Linked DNA regions of Mus musculus: region 2 is linked to region 1. Evidence: chromatin contacts called from public Hi-C data. All regions are on one chromosome and are shown on one strand. Each heading gives the region's core, a stretch centred on a gene start, on an enhancer-like site or on the middle of the called end of the contact. The rest is flanking DNA. Distances are from core to core; before and after follow the strand shown. Region 1 has its middle 12 kb from the start of Gm39713. Region 2 holds the start of Gm39712 (a long non-coding RNA gene).

Evidence for each region. Hi-C and Micro-C count contacts between places; a contact is called where the count stands out from the background.
Region 2: a contact with region 1 is called in a Hi-C map of bone marrow-derived macrophages, with 50 read pairs. The contact joins two enhancer-like sites. A contact is called at or near these places in 1 of 15 datasets of contacts at CTCF or cohesin (CD8 T cells), 19 of 484 Hi-C or Micro-C datasets (the 4T1 cell line, CD4 T cells, the CH12 cell line and 14 more), 32 of 115 datasets of contacts at active chromatin or transcription factors (the 230-238 cell line, CD8 T cells, the HPC-7 cell line and 22 more) and 1 of 9 other capture datasets (bone marrow-derived macrophages).

What each region holds. Positions count from the first base shown.
Region 1 is chr1:180,293,250-180,300,017 of GRCm38.p6, reverse strand. No RefSeq gene overlaps it. Among named protein-coding and RNA genes, the nearest start is that of Gm39713, 12 kb to the left of the region's middle. Within about 2 kb of position 3,742, at least 72 of the 459 cell types and tissues checked have an H3K27ac peak or open chromatin away from gene starts, as enhancers often do. A contact at or near this core is called in the 230-238 cell line, CD8 T cells, Th17 cells and 6 more, where this site is marked.
Region 2 is chr1:180,402,626-180,409,322 of GRCm38.p6, reverse strand. The region is part of intron 2 of Itpkb (inositol 1,4,5-trisphosphate 3-kinase B); the gene reads right to left. It overlaps Gm39712 (a long non-coding RNA gene), which reads left to right and starts at 910. Exons shown (of 5, transcript XR_003948302.1): 1 at 910-4,338; 2 at 4,431-4,615; 3 at 5,362-5,786; 4 at 5,875-6,037; 5 at 6,536-6,697. Within about 2 kb of position 5,357, at least 216 of the 459 cell types and tissues checked have an H3K27ac peak or open chromatin away from gene starts, as enhancers often do. A contact at or near this core is called in the 230-238 cell line, CD8 T cells, Th17 cells and 6 more, where this site is marked.

The DNA.
Region 1 (6,768 bases), core at 2,493-4,992:
AGATCTGCCTGTCTCTGCCTCTCTAGTGCTGGGATTAAAGGCATGTACCTCCGTGCCTGGCTTTGAATACAGGTTTTCAAGACTCAAGCGTTGCGCTTGTTTGTGTCACTCTGGGGACACACACTGACATGCCCTGGACTTTGGATGCTGTCATTAGTAATGAAAGATTAGCTACCTTTGTAAATGTTTGCCTGGTATTTTAAAACCACTCCACAATAAATGTGATTTTCATCTGATTTTAATTTTGGTGATGGAACCCAAGGCCCCATGCATACACAACACATATTCGATCACCAGGCCCTTTAGGTAAAGCTATTTATTTATTTTGTGGTTTTGAGACAAAATCTCATGTAGCTCTGGGAGCCAGGAACTCACTAAGTAAACCAGGCAATCCTTGCTACTGTTAAATGCTGAGTTTTTAAAAGTGTAAGACCCAAGCTGGGCAGTGGTGGTGCATGGCTTTAATCCCAGCACTCAGGAGGCAGAGGAAGGCAGATCTCTGAATTCAAGGCCAGCCTACTCTACAATGGGAGTTCGAGGACTTCCAGGGCTATAGAGAGAAACTGTTTTGAGAAACAAAACAAAAACTTAAAAGAAAAAGTGAGATCCTATACTTGGCTTTGTGTGTGTAATTCATTCAGTCTTTCTGTCTGTCTGTCTATGGATCTATGAACAGGGTTGTGAGAAACAAGATAAAGATCCTGCTTTGTAACAAGAGCACTGGAGACTAACAGTGTTATTTTAAAGTCTTGGGCATCAGCCTAGAGAGAAGATAAAAACCACCAAACTGGCAATTTGATACAAATGTGTTGTTATATTTCTAATTGCGTTTCTCTGCCCCTGAATTCCTCATCGGCTGAGTCGTCCAGGGCGATACAGTCTCCCTGATACTGTCCCTTCTCCAGATTCCCTAGGCCATTGGTCCAAGATATAAAGCCTTATCTAATGCCTACCCTGGGCCTGACATTCCCTCCTTTCCTCATACTGGGCTCAGTCTCAAAGTAGACTGTCTGTGACTTTTCAGGCCTGTGGTGAACTTGGAATCAGGTCCAGCAGCCTCCTAGGGAAGACAGGGGCCTAGAACCTCCTGCTCTCCATGACTCTCTGATGTGCACCTCAGACTGAAAATGGACCATAATGATTTACGCATTACAGGGTCTAGCCCAAGGAAATCACAGACTGACTCTGTAGCCAAGGATGACCCTAACATTGTAATCCTCCTGTCTCTGCTTTCCAAATGCTGGGACTATAGATATGGACCACCATACTCAGTTGTATGAGGTGCTGGGACTCAAACCTAGGAATCCTTTAATTCTAGGGAAACACTCCACCAACTGAGCTATGATCTGGTCTCCTTTATGTAATCTTAAAGAAATGTCAGATGAAGGTAGCTTGCTTAGGGATGTGATCCACTGGTGAGAAATAATATCCACCCAGGGGAATTTGTGTAGACACTAACCATCCTTTCTGGGACTCTGTCCTCATGAGAGGTAGTGATCTCTCCCGGAACACATGAAGCATTAGAAGCTGTCACAAAGCTGTATGGACAATGAGGGCAAGGTGGCTCGATGCCACCTGGAGGAATCGTAGACTTTTACTGAGGACATCATCCAAGCTCACATGGGCTCCAACCAGTGTTTCCCTGGTGATCCATTACTCCAGTTCTTCCCCTACTGCCCGGGCCTCCCCACCAAGCACCTGGTGGTTGCCTCTTATTGACTCTCAGGCCACCTGCTGATGACATCATTTGTAGGCCACTTACCTTTTCGTTCATAGATCACCTCAGTGAGGAGCAGAACCTTGCCCGAGGACAACAGTTGCTGTAGCCAGCAGTGGCCGTGGCATCTTTTATTTTTATTTTTTTATATTTTTATAATTCACTTTACATCCCGATCGCTGTCTCCCCTCCTGCTGCCCCTTCCACAGTCCCTCCCCCCCCAATCCTCCTTCTCCTCTGAGAGAGTGGAGGGCAACCCCCCCAGCATTCCCCCACCCTGGCATATCAAGTCTTTGTGGTGGGTGGGGTGGGGTGGGGCTAGGTGCTTCTTCTCCCACTGAGGCCAGACAAGACAGCTGAGTTAGGGAAACAGATTCCATAGACAGGCAGCAGCTTTAGTGATAGCTCCTGCTCCCATTTTTTTGAACTCACATGAAAACAAAGCTGAACATCTGCTACAAATGTGCAAGAGGGAGGGGCCTAGGTCCAGCTGGTATATGCTCTTTGGTTGGTGGTTCAGTCTCTGAGAGCCCTAAGGGTTCAGGTTAGTTAATTCTGTTGGTCTTCTTGTGGAATTCCCATCCCCTTAGGGGTCCTCAGCTCTTCCCCCAACTCTTTCATAAGAATCCCCAAGCTCCATTCATCGTTTGGCTGTGGGTGTCTGTATCTGTCTGAGTCAGCTGCTGGGTGGAGCCTCTCAGAGGACAACCATGCTAGGCTCCTGTATGCAAGCATAATAGAGTAGCATTAATAGTGTCAGGGATTGGAGCTTGCCCATGGGATGGGTCTCTGGTTGGTCCGATGATTGGTTGGCCATTCCCCCAGTTTCTGCTCCAATACCCGTTCCTGCTTTTCTTATAGGCAGGATAAATTTTGGGTTGAAAGTATAATCGCAGCACTGGATTGATGAAACAGAACATTGGTGATTTTGAAGCCAGCCTGGGCTCTAGAACAATACCATTTGGGAACGTTTAAAAGACCCAGTGCTGGCAATTATGATTACTGAGTGCATCATTACGACGATGGGTGTCAGCACACTCTTCACTGCTTACTTTAGAAATGCTTTAAAGTGCATCCTTGACAAGGCCACTGGTGTACATTAGGAGCTGGTGGCCACACAACCAGTACAGTCACACATGTTCTGTGTCTTTTGAGGAAGAACGAAGGTTTACATACACACACACACACACACACACACACACACACACACACACAAAATGAAACTTGCAGAGAACTCAAGTTCATGTGTTGTACCAAAAATGGAAACAGAATAAAATATGTGCCGCATAATTCACTCCGTTTAGACAGTAGGTACAAGACCCAGCACTGAAAAACCCATTTTCTGGGTTGGCATAATTTTTTTCCCTAGAGAATGAAGACTCAATAATACCATATTTCTTCCTTCCATTCTTTAATTTGTTTTTTGAGACTGGGTGTGATGGTTTGTATATGTGTGGCCCAGGGAGTGGCACTGTTGGGAGGTGTGGCCTTATTTAGTAGCCTTCAGATGAAGATGTAGAACTTTCAGCTCCTTCTGCATCACACCTGCCTGGACTCTGCCATGCTCCTGTCTTGATGATAATGGACTAGACTGCTGAGCCTGTAAGCTAGCCCTAATTAAATGTTGTCTGTGTAAGAGTTGCCTTGGTCATGATGTCTGTTCACAGCAGTAAAACCTTAACTAAGACACAGGGTTTCCTCTGTGTGGCCCTGGCTGTCCTGGAACTTACTCTGTAGACTAGGCTGGCCTTGATTTCAGAGCTCTGCCTGCCTTTGCCTCCAGTGTTGGAATTAAAGACGTGCTCCACCATGCCTGGCTCATTAACACCATTATCAACCAGGCTTCAGAAAGGCTTGCTATATTAAGCCTAACAGCAAGTAATGGAGAAACACAGAGAAGCAGAAGCCAAAGCAACCATCAAGTGCATTTCCTCCTCCTCCTCTGCGTAGGAAGCGATCAGCTCAGGGCTGGTGCAGCACCCTGTGGGCCAGAAACCACAATACTCCCTTGTTACACTGTCTTCCGTGTTTTCCATGTCTAAGGCCCCCGGAGAGCTGCCGAAGCTTCCGCCATCATGTTTGAGGTCCAGGAAGCAGAAGGGACAAACACAGAGAGGACCTGCTTCTCCGTCATTTCTATACACCGACACGTGTCAAAAGGGCCTGGGAACTCTGATCTCCATTTTGGCACCAAGGTCTTCAGCTTCCTTTTCTCAGAGTAAAGTTATGAAATGAATAAAATAAAGCATATGACTGCAAGGCAACCGGATGCTACTGAAATAATGGTTCTGCTGGTATCGGCAAAGGCTTTGAGGTCTATATACACAAAGCTAAGAATTCCCTGGAGTGTCTAGAAGCAGGAGACTGTCATCAGCTTCGACATAGGAAAACCTCTCAGGGCCCAGGGGGATGCTTCAGTCAGTAAAGTGCACGCCACATCAGCATGAAGTCCTGAGTCTGGGTTCCCAGCACCCACATAAAAGGCTGGGCCGGGGAACCCATGGGGCAGTTTGGTCATCTCTAGCTAAATCAGTGGACACTAGATTCAACAAGAGAGCCTGCTTTTGAGGAAGACACCCAGTGTTTGGCCTCTGTATGCACATCTATGCACACATAACACACACACACACACACAAACACACACATGGGTTAAAAAAAACTTCAGAATGGTTTTATTCACTCGCTAAGCAGTTACTGATCACCTTGTTTAAGCTTACCTCTGCACTGTAGGTTATGACAGATACAGGAAGAGATACGATCCCACCTCTCGGGCAGTTCTTAGTTTGTCTGATAAAGCAGAGACTTAATACACTCACCACTTAAAATAGAGGCGATCCAGCTTATGAGGGTGAGCAGCTGCCGTGGCACATGGTGGTCCCCATGTGTGTCAAGGCTGGATCTTTATCATGGCACTGCCAAGAGGTGGCAGAGTTTTTAAGAGGTGGGATTCAGTGGGAGGAAATTGGACCAGTGGGAAAGGACCCACTGTGGGGTTATTAGGGTACCAATCTGCTAGCATTAGACAGTTCTTTTTTGATACGAACGTATACTTGTAAAAACCTACAATATACTTTTTAATATAAAAGGTTGGTCTTTCTGTCACTAACACCCTGGGGGTAGGGGGACTTTCTGGCCACCAGAAGACAAGCAGTTCTCTCTGCATGTGCTCCAGTGCACATGTGGTTGGTTACCACAGGCACTAAACCAACAGGACCGACTGACCGTGAGCTGAAAGGCCCTGAACTATGACTTCAAAAAACCCTTTCTTCTTTTTAATTTGACAGTCTCAGGTATTCTGTTACAGCATCACAAAGCTAACTAACAGTAATCACATAAGCCAGGTCCAATATGCCAAAAATGGAAGGAATTCAGAATGAGAGAGTAAAAGGGGGAAGAGGAAAACAAAGGTAGGGAGAGGAAGAGGAAGATAAGATTTACCCTGGAAGAATCTAGGGAGGGAGGTGGGAAGGTCACGGGTGTGGGGAGAGCAGGAGTCGCCCAAGGGGCTGGAAAAAAGGTAGCTGGTGAGGACAGGTTATGGGGTTGAGCTCTGGAAAGTAAAGGAATGGAAAAAAAAAAGCCAAGACATGTCTCTGTGTACCCCGGCTGGTGGATGACAATGTTTAACATGAACTCGAAGGGTAAACTTTAAACATCTGGTGGTTCTTATCTCTGAGGAAAGAGTCAGAGTGTCCATTAAAGCGACTCCATGTCATCTTTTTAAAAAAGGAGAGCAGGCAAGGAGACGCCGGGGGGGGGGGGGGCCCTGGCTCACTGGGTGAGCTGCCTGTCTGGTCTGTGATCCCAACAGCCCGGAGATGAAGACAGGATAGAAACTCACTCAAGGCCATCCTCTGCTACATAGTGAGTGTTGGACTAGCCTGGTGTACATATGACTTTGAAATAAAGAAAAGAGAAGAAGAGGACAATGCTGTGTGCAAATACGATCAAAGCGCGAACCACCAAGAAAAAAAGGCCTCGTTCTCATTCCTTTTCTCTATTTTTTAACTTAAGAATTGGTGCCATCTCCTCGCCATTTATCTGACATGCATTTCACTACTTTCTCGATCCCACTTTTAGCTCTGTGATCAGTCCTGGCTGCATTCAGGCTAAACCTCTCCATTACATTTATTTATTTCTGCACATCCACACATGTGGGGGTCAGAGGATGGCTGGGGAGGGGGGCGGATCTTGTCCTCCATCATCTTCCTCCCAGGGACTGAACTCTGGTCCTAAGGTTTGATAGCTATCAACTTTGCTCCCCGAGCCATTGTCCTGGCTTCTAAACTCTGTCATTTGGTCTGAGAAGGCTGACCCTGTCTGAGCTCCCTGAATCACAACCTGATTCTGCTTCCTAACTCCCTGGGTCTGTGCTGTGTTCTCTCTGTTCTCTGTCCAGGCGTGGCCTAGATTCCTGTCAGGACCCACTGGTGCCCACCTCTATCCATTCATTTTGTCCCCTCCCCCGTGGTGAGGTGGGGGGGGGAACTCCTATAATAGTACATACTTTATTATTCATTGACTTTTAACTAAAAAAAATTTTTTTTTGAGATGAAGCTTTGTTATGTTGTTCAGGAACTTGCAGAAATCCCCCTGCCTCTGCCTCCTGAGAGCTAGGATTACAGGTGTGAGTCACCACATCCGGCTCCAAATCCCCACTTTCGCATAAAATGTTTGATTTTTGACAGTTACTTACCTTTGCAAAAAGAAATCCATTGTGCAAAAGCAAAGAGAAAAGGGATTGGGGGGGAGGCAAAAGAGGGGGACAGAAGAGGAGTGGGGGAAGAAAAGGGTAAGGAAGAGAGGAGGGAGGGAAGGAAGGAAAATTAGAAAAAAGAAAATTAAGAGAGCGCTCCTTTTCCTTTGACTCTTTAGTTTCCTTTTCTTCTTTCTTTCTCAGGCCTGAGAATGGGATCTGGGGTGAGGCGAATGGCTCTCCAGCAAGCCACAGCCTTGCCCTACAAGCTGTGCCTTGAGTCCTATGACTTACTCTAATTGTTATCACTGGGAGAGAAAACGAAAGCAAATCCTTCCTTTCCCCAGAAAGGGAA
Region 2 (6,697 bases), core at 4,108-6,607, 110 kb before region 1:
AGGTTCAGGACTCACCACCCCATGAGTGAACAATGGAAGAAATATGCTGTCTCCTGAGGCCAAATATCTAAACACTCCCTAGATCCTACAGCAACAGACTGATGGAGCTTAGAGCCACCAAGCTTTGGGGTGAGAAGGAGCCACTGTTCTTCCAGGTCTCACTGCGGTTAAACCGGGTCCTATAACTGGGTCCCCTGAGGGCCTGTGGAATCCCCGGTGATACAGACCAACCTCCCACCACGTGCTCTGCTCCGCACATGGCCAAGTTCAGGCGAGCCATAAATACTCACTTTGTCTTGACTTCTGATTCTTTTTGTTTGTTTTAGTTTCCCTCCAGACAGAGTGCTGGCGATAATCCACCAGGCATTTCCAAAGGGCCAGAGGGCAAGTGGGGTGGCCATGAGCTGAGCCAGCGTGTGATTGGTTATTTATGAAGCACCACCTCCAGGGCCACCGTGCTAGGTCCTGACCACATAGTGGGAGCCCCAGGAGCCCAGGGGCTTCACCTGCTTCTGTCTACACCAGTGGCTCTCAACCTTCCTCATATGACCTTTTAATACAGTTCCTCATGCGGTGGCGATCCCCAACCATACAATTATTTTTTTGTTGCTGCTTCATAACTCTAACTTTGCTGTTATGAATTATAACGTAAATGTCTGATATGCAGGATGGTCTTAGGTGACCCCTGCAAAAAGGTCTTTCAACTCCTTCCAAGGGGGTTGAGACCCACAGGTTGAGAACCATTGGTCCAGCCACTCTATGAAAGCAGATTCCCAAATGGCTGACATCACCTAGAGAGGGGTGGGGGCACATATTTTGTGGGCCAACAAAATCAACTCCACGAAGAGGCTAGACTCTGGGAAAGTCCCTTTCCGCCAGACCCGTTCCTCCAACTTACTACTTTCCTTCCAGCACTCTCTCTTATTTCAATGATTTGATAACTCTGCTTTTATTTTTAGATAGTTTTAAAGAAAAAAAACCCCCTCTCTCCTGCTCCCCCCTTTCTAGGGTAAGAGTGATGAGGGGGAAGTAACTGTGAAATATCACTGTCCTTCGACGATCCTAAAAGCCTGTCAGGCTAATGCTGGACTGAGCATGCGCGAGGTTCGTGTGCCCGCACAGGGAAATCTCAGGCAAATCAGAGGTTCAGTGTCTGTGGCGTTGCTAGGTATGGTGCTGTCGTCAATGGAGCCTCACAGCGCTGACATACTTATTTCCATTTTGTTCAGAGGCATTAGTGTTGCTCCAAGTTGCACGGCTTCCAGCTCTCTGCCATTTAATTCTGAAGATTTTGTTTCAGCCAACAGGATGCCCAGGGCCCCTCTCGTCTCTCCCTTAGCTATAAAACAGCCTCACATAGACAGCGAACACTTTGTCACTTTGTCACAAGACTGACCTTTCAGATGGGGGAGGCCTGAAGAGACCTGCCCTCCCCTCCCTCTGAGTCCCAGGCTTTTCCCAGAAGGTCCTGGCTGACACACACTTGGGGAAGGCACACTGGACAAAAAGTGGACAGGAAAGGGCTCACTCTGGGTTAGACCTTCTGCTCCCTCTTGCAAAAGTCGGACAAAGTCATTGCGTTCACCATGTTTGGGAAAAAAATGCCTTCTTCTTAGCTTCTTTTTCTTTTGGTCTTTCCATAAAAGCAGCTAGGGTTTCCCTAGTGATCGGTGCCCGCCCTCTCTGGGGAAAAGCCTGGTGCTTCTCCCAGGCCTTGTGGCCAACTTTGTTCATTGTGCTCTTCTGGCAGAGGCCCCGGGAGGGCGGTGTGGTGCAGGCCCAGGCAGGTAGGGCACTCAATGCCCCTTCCTGGAGCCTGCTTAGAAACCGTGCCTGCCACAAAGGTCAGCGTGTTGCGCTCCGAGAGGACAGAAGGCCTGAGAAAGAAAGTCCCACCATTGGTAAGGCCGGTAGCTACACCTAAAAGCAAGGCTGTACTCGAGACTGACCACCTCCTCCTTTAACAAGCAAGACTTTCAAACCTGTCGAAGAAACCTCTTTTGTTTTGCCCCGCCTTCCCACCCAGCCCTTGCTTTGTGCCCACCAGGGGGCAGCCTGGAGCCGTTTTTTAAAGAATCGCCTGAGCAGGGTGGGATTAGGAAGAGAGCTGAGGCACACACAGGTGAGTCCAGGAAGGCTGAGCGCGCCTTATGCGAAATATCTGGGGCCAGAAATGCTTTAGACTTTTTTCCAGGTCTTAGAGTGTGTGCACACACACCATGTTGTAGCTTTTAAAGACTGGACCCAAGTCTACACGTGAAACTCCTTGTTTCAATCCACCCGGCATCCACATAGCCCCAAGGTGATCTTACAGAGCATTTTTAGTGTCCCTGTGGTTTGGCTGTTTGTGACCCATCAGGAGAAGAAGTTAGGCGTCTAGGTCAATGTTATTGTTGGGAGAGGGATACTCTGTATCTCCTTCAGAATCTGTTGCCGGCCTGGAACAGGAGATCCAGGATGGTTGTTCTTCATCAGGACCAACCCCTGATTGCTCAGGCATGGAAGGCATCGCCTTGCTGAGGGGGTAGCTGTCTGTCACCATTCTCCTAAGCAGCACCTTTTGGGCAGACAGAAAGCCTTTTTTTGTGTGGCTCCCCAGAAGGTCCGGCCTGCCTAGCTGCCTTTTTTTTTTTTTCTGTTGTAACTTAAGGCTCAGTTGCTACACCAAAGGCTGTATCCAGACTGTTCCCCGGGATGCTCCACAAACCGCTCTTCCTCTTATCAGCCAGAACCCTGGAGAAAGGCCCTGGACACAGCTGGCAAGGACAGGCCTGCCGCCGTGGAGTGCCACCGTGGCTCCCTAAACACCCACAGAGAAAGAGGGTCCCAGCATAGCCTCGGGGCCACTGTGGATACTCCCCTCCCCCACTCACTTCACACCCCACTCTCTGTGTGCCTGAGACCCTGCAGGACATGCCATCTTCCTGTCCCTCATCTGTCTATCTCCCTTATCCAAAACACTCGTGACTGGAAAGGTCTGGGGTCTGGGCTACTTTCTTCTCTTTCCCTCTTGCTCTGGGACTTTGGATGTTTTCACGGACAGCCATCGCATGTAGCTGGGACTCTAGGGACCACAGCAAAGAAAGATCTTGCACTAGAGACCTTGCTTCAGGTAATTCTTCTCCCCCAAGCCTGACTTTCCTGAGCTGCTGCCAAAGGGGACTGCCATCCCTGCAAACCAGTCTTTGTTTTTACTGCCCGAGAGCTGAGGTGCCCTTCATGTTCCTGGGTTTCCCTGCCAGGTGGCCCAGCAATCGCTGTCTCTGATGTGAAGGTCACCGCTTGGCTTCTCTCCTCCTTCCAGAACTAAAAATGACAGCAGTGAAGAGGAGGAGGAGGAAGAGGAGGAGGAGGAGGAGGAGGAGGAGGAGGAGGAGGAGGTGGCAGATGGGGAAATGCCTGACCACACAGAGCCCATGCCTGCACCAGGAGCTGGCCCGCCTCAGCCTCCCTCCAACTCACAAGGCTGAGAGGGAGGTAACAATAGTCGGAAGCTGGGAGTGGCCACCAGGAAGAGCCGAGGGGGGTGGGGTGGGCCTCTCCTGGACACTTCCTCATGGAAAAAGGCAGAGAACAGGGGACATTTAGCTTTGTCTGGGAAAGAGAGCCAGGCACTGCGGCTGTCCCACAACCCTCCCCAGGCCCCCTCCCTCCCTGTCTCCCCAGAGATTTTATTTTTACTTTGGTAAATGCAAAAAAACAAGGTTGAGTTTCTGGTAGATGGAAATTTACTGAGGGCCCTCTCTGGGCAGCAGACAATCGGCCCAGCACTCAGTCTTAGGGATTATCTCTCAGACAAGATGGGTGAGGGGGCCACTCCCAACACACTGCCTAAGGAGAACTTTACAGAGTTAGGGGCCAGAGTGCTCAGTTCCTCCTCCTCCGCCTGAGGGACTGCAGGGTAGGTAGGGCAGAGCCCCAGCACATGGAAACAGTGGTAACCAGCTTGTGTACTAAGGACTTTGGACAGGTAGATGCAGTGCTAAGCATTTGATAGGTACAGTGAATGTATGCTAACTTGTCATGGAGGTGCTCTCATGATCCCATTTTACAGATGTGAACACTGAGACACACAGAGATTAGACAATTTGCCGAAGGTGCTAGAGATGGTAAGGAGAAAGCCTGTTGAGAGTCCCAGGTCTGCATCATTCAGCTAGGCTATCTCCTTTGTCATTTGTAACATGTGACTTTATAGCCAGATGAACTTGAGCTCGGCTCCTGTTAGTCCTGCCTGAAGGTCCTGGGCAGGATACCAAACCTCTCTGAGCTTCAGTTTTCTCCATCCTTGTGACATGGAAATACCACTCGGCCAACACCACCAGCTGACGATGACAACAGGTTGTTCTCAAAGTTAAATCCAACTTTGCTTGGGCGAGGCTTGCTACAGTCAGAAACACTGAACCTCTTCCAAGTTCTGTCTGCTCTCTCAGCCCCAACAGCACAAGCCTGCAGGAGATGATGCTGAGGAAGGGCAGCTTGGTCAACAGCAGGACCTGACACCCTCTTCCTCCACCCTGGCCCTCAGCCTGAATCCCACCTTTCCAGGATGACAGAGACAAAGAGGACCAGTCAGATTCTCTGCCAGAAGAATCACCTGAGCCATTTCTGAGCATCTGTGAGTCTTCACAGGATAGTCAGATCCACGAGTCTAGCAGAGAGGCCACCAGAGGCCTTCTAGTCCCATCCCAAGCCAGGGCGCCCTGGGGAGGGTTACTGTGAGCACCTCTGCTCTGTTGTTCCTGAGGCAGAAGGCGCGCGCGCGCGCGCGCACACACACACACACACACACACACACACACACACACACACACACTGCTTTTTCCTGGCTGGAAGATGACATTTTAGAAAGCCAGGCATCTGAAAGGAAGTTCGCCACAGAAAGCAGAAGGAGCTCAAAGGTCACCTTTGCCCCCCTTTCACAAGCAGCTTGCAGAAGGAAAGTTGCTTCTGAAACGGCCTCTGTAGCACTCACGCTCAGAGCCACGGAGGCAGAGAAGTTCCAGGCTCCTAGTGCAAATGCCATGGACACAGGTGGACACACAGAAGGGACAGGGCTGAGCGCAGGGAACTCCCACCTCAGGAATTTCTAACAAGGAAACTTTTGAGGAAGGGCTTACAGGCGGATCCCACAGCTATATTTAGAAAATTATTTCCAAGCAAGGCACACTGGAGCAATTCATATTTCTGAGAGGTAGCGCTGAGTTGCTCGTGGCTAAGGGCACTCTGTAACACAGTGCAGACCTCCTGAGCACCAGAAACCCTTTCCGCCTTCTGAAGACACTTCTGCAGCCCCGTCCTGGCAGAAGCTGACTTGCAGCTCCCGACTGGGCCGTGAGTCACCCAGTTTCCCTCTTCTGACAGGCTGTTCCCGGTCTTGAGAGTTCAGCGGCCATGCTCCTGTTCACGTGCAGACCGCTGGAGGCGAGGCACAGGAAACGGGTTGCCAAAAAGGCACACCAGTGAACCCCCAAGTACGAGCAAGATTCGTCACCCTCAGAACTTGAGGCCAGGGTCATCCTGACGTCTATGAGGATGTGTGACTTTCATAAATAGTCTGACTCATCACTGGTCCTCCTGTATCTGTCACCGTGGGGCCCCCGGTGGTGGCAGTGGGCTCTTACTTAGCCCGTTCTACGCTGCGGTATGAGGATCCCACGGGGCCATCCCAGAGATAGCATACTTGCCTCTCTCTTTCAGAGGTTGCAAACAGGGACATATTCTACCTCTGCTAGTGTCCCCAAGGTGACAGAACTGGAATCATGCTCAACCCGTCACCCTGGCAGCCTGTATGTCCACGGAAGTGGGGAGTGGGGTTTCCCACTCAATAGAGCAGGGGCACTCAGTGGTTCCTTCACTTTTTGCCTTTGGTTACAGGGACTTAACCTTTGTTTGTTGAGACTCCACCAAGCATCTCAAGACCATCAGAGAACGAAACCAATAAACACGGCGGCAACACTCCTATGTGTCACTACCCAGAGGGAGACAGAGTACTTGGTGCACACAAGAGTCCCCTTCTCATCTGCGACGCTTACAGAAGGTTCCCGATTCTCGATTCTCGTAGACTATCACAGCTCTTTCTCACTGGGTAGGGGAATGAAACTCTGAGAATGGCAGAGGCCAAGGAATGACACCGGAGCCGAGGATCCTCCAAGCTAAGGATCTCAACCCAAAGACCTTCTTTGCAGACTGGGTGCAGGCCCAGTTCCCGGAGGCAGGGCTGAAATGCATACTGCCTTTGAGGACCTAGGGAGAGGGATGTCCTTGTAGATGTCCACCTGCTGTCTGTCTGGGAAGGCTGCTTGTCCCAGGGTGGGGGTGGAGCATCTTCTGAACCCTTGGAGCCTGAGAATGGCAGAGGGTGAACAAAGTGTCCCAGGACCTCCATCCTCCCGCAGTGACGAGAGCCCTGTTGGGTAAGCTGGGCCCCCTCAATGTCTCTGGGGACAGCCCATATTTAGGAACTGCAGCATCTCTTCTAGGGAACAGACCAGCTGGTTGATTTATTCTCCTTAACTTTTGATGTTGTTATTATTAGGCACATCTGTCTCTGAGTGAGGTCACCAAGGAAAAACCCAACCAGAGGAAAATAGTTTCAAGCAGTCGTCATTTCAATCTTCGGAAAAAGGAAGCGAGTGGATAAACTAACTACCAGAAGATTCCAGAATTCAGGATGAGCGACGAGGAAAACGGAAAGTAT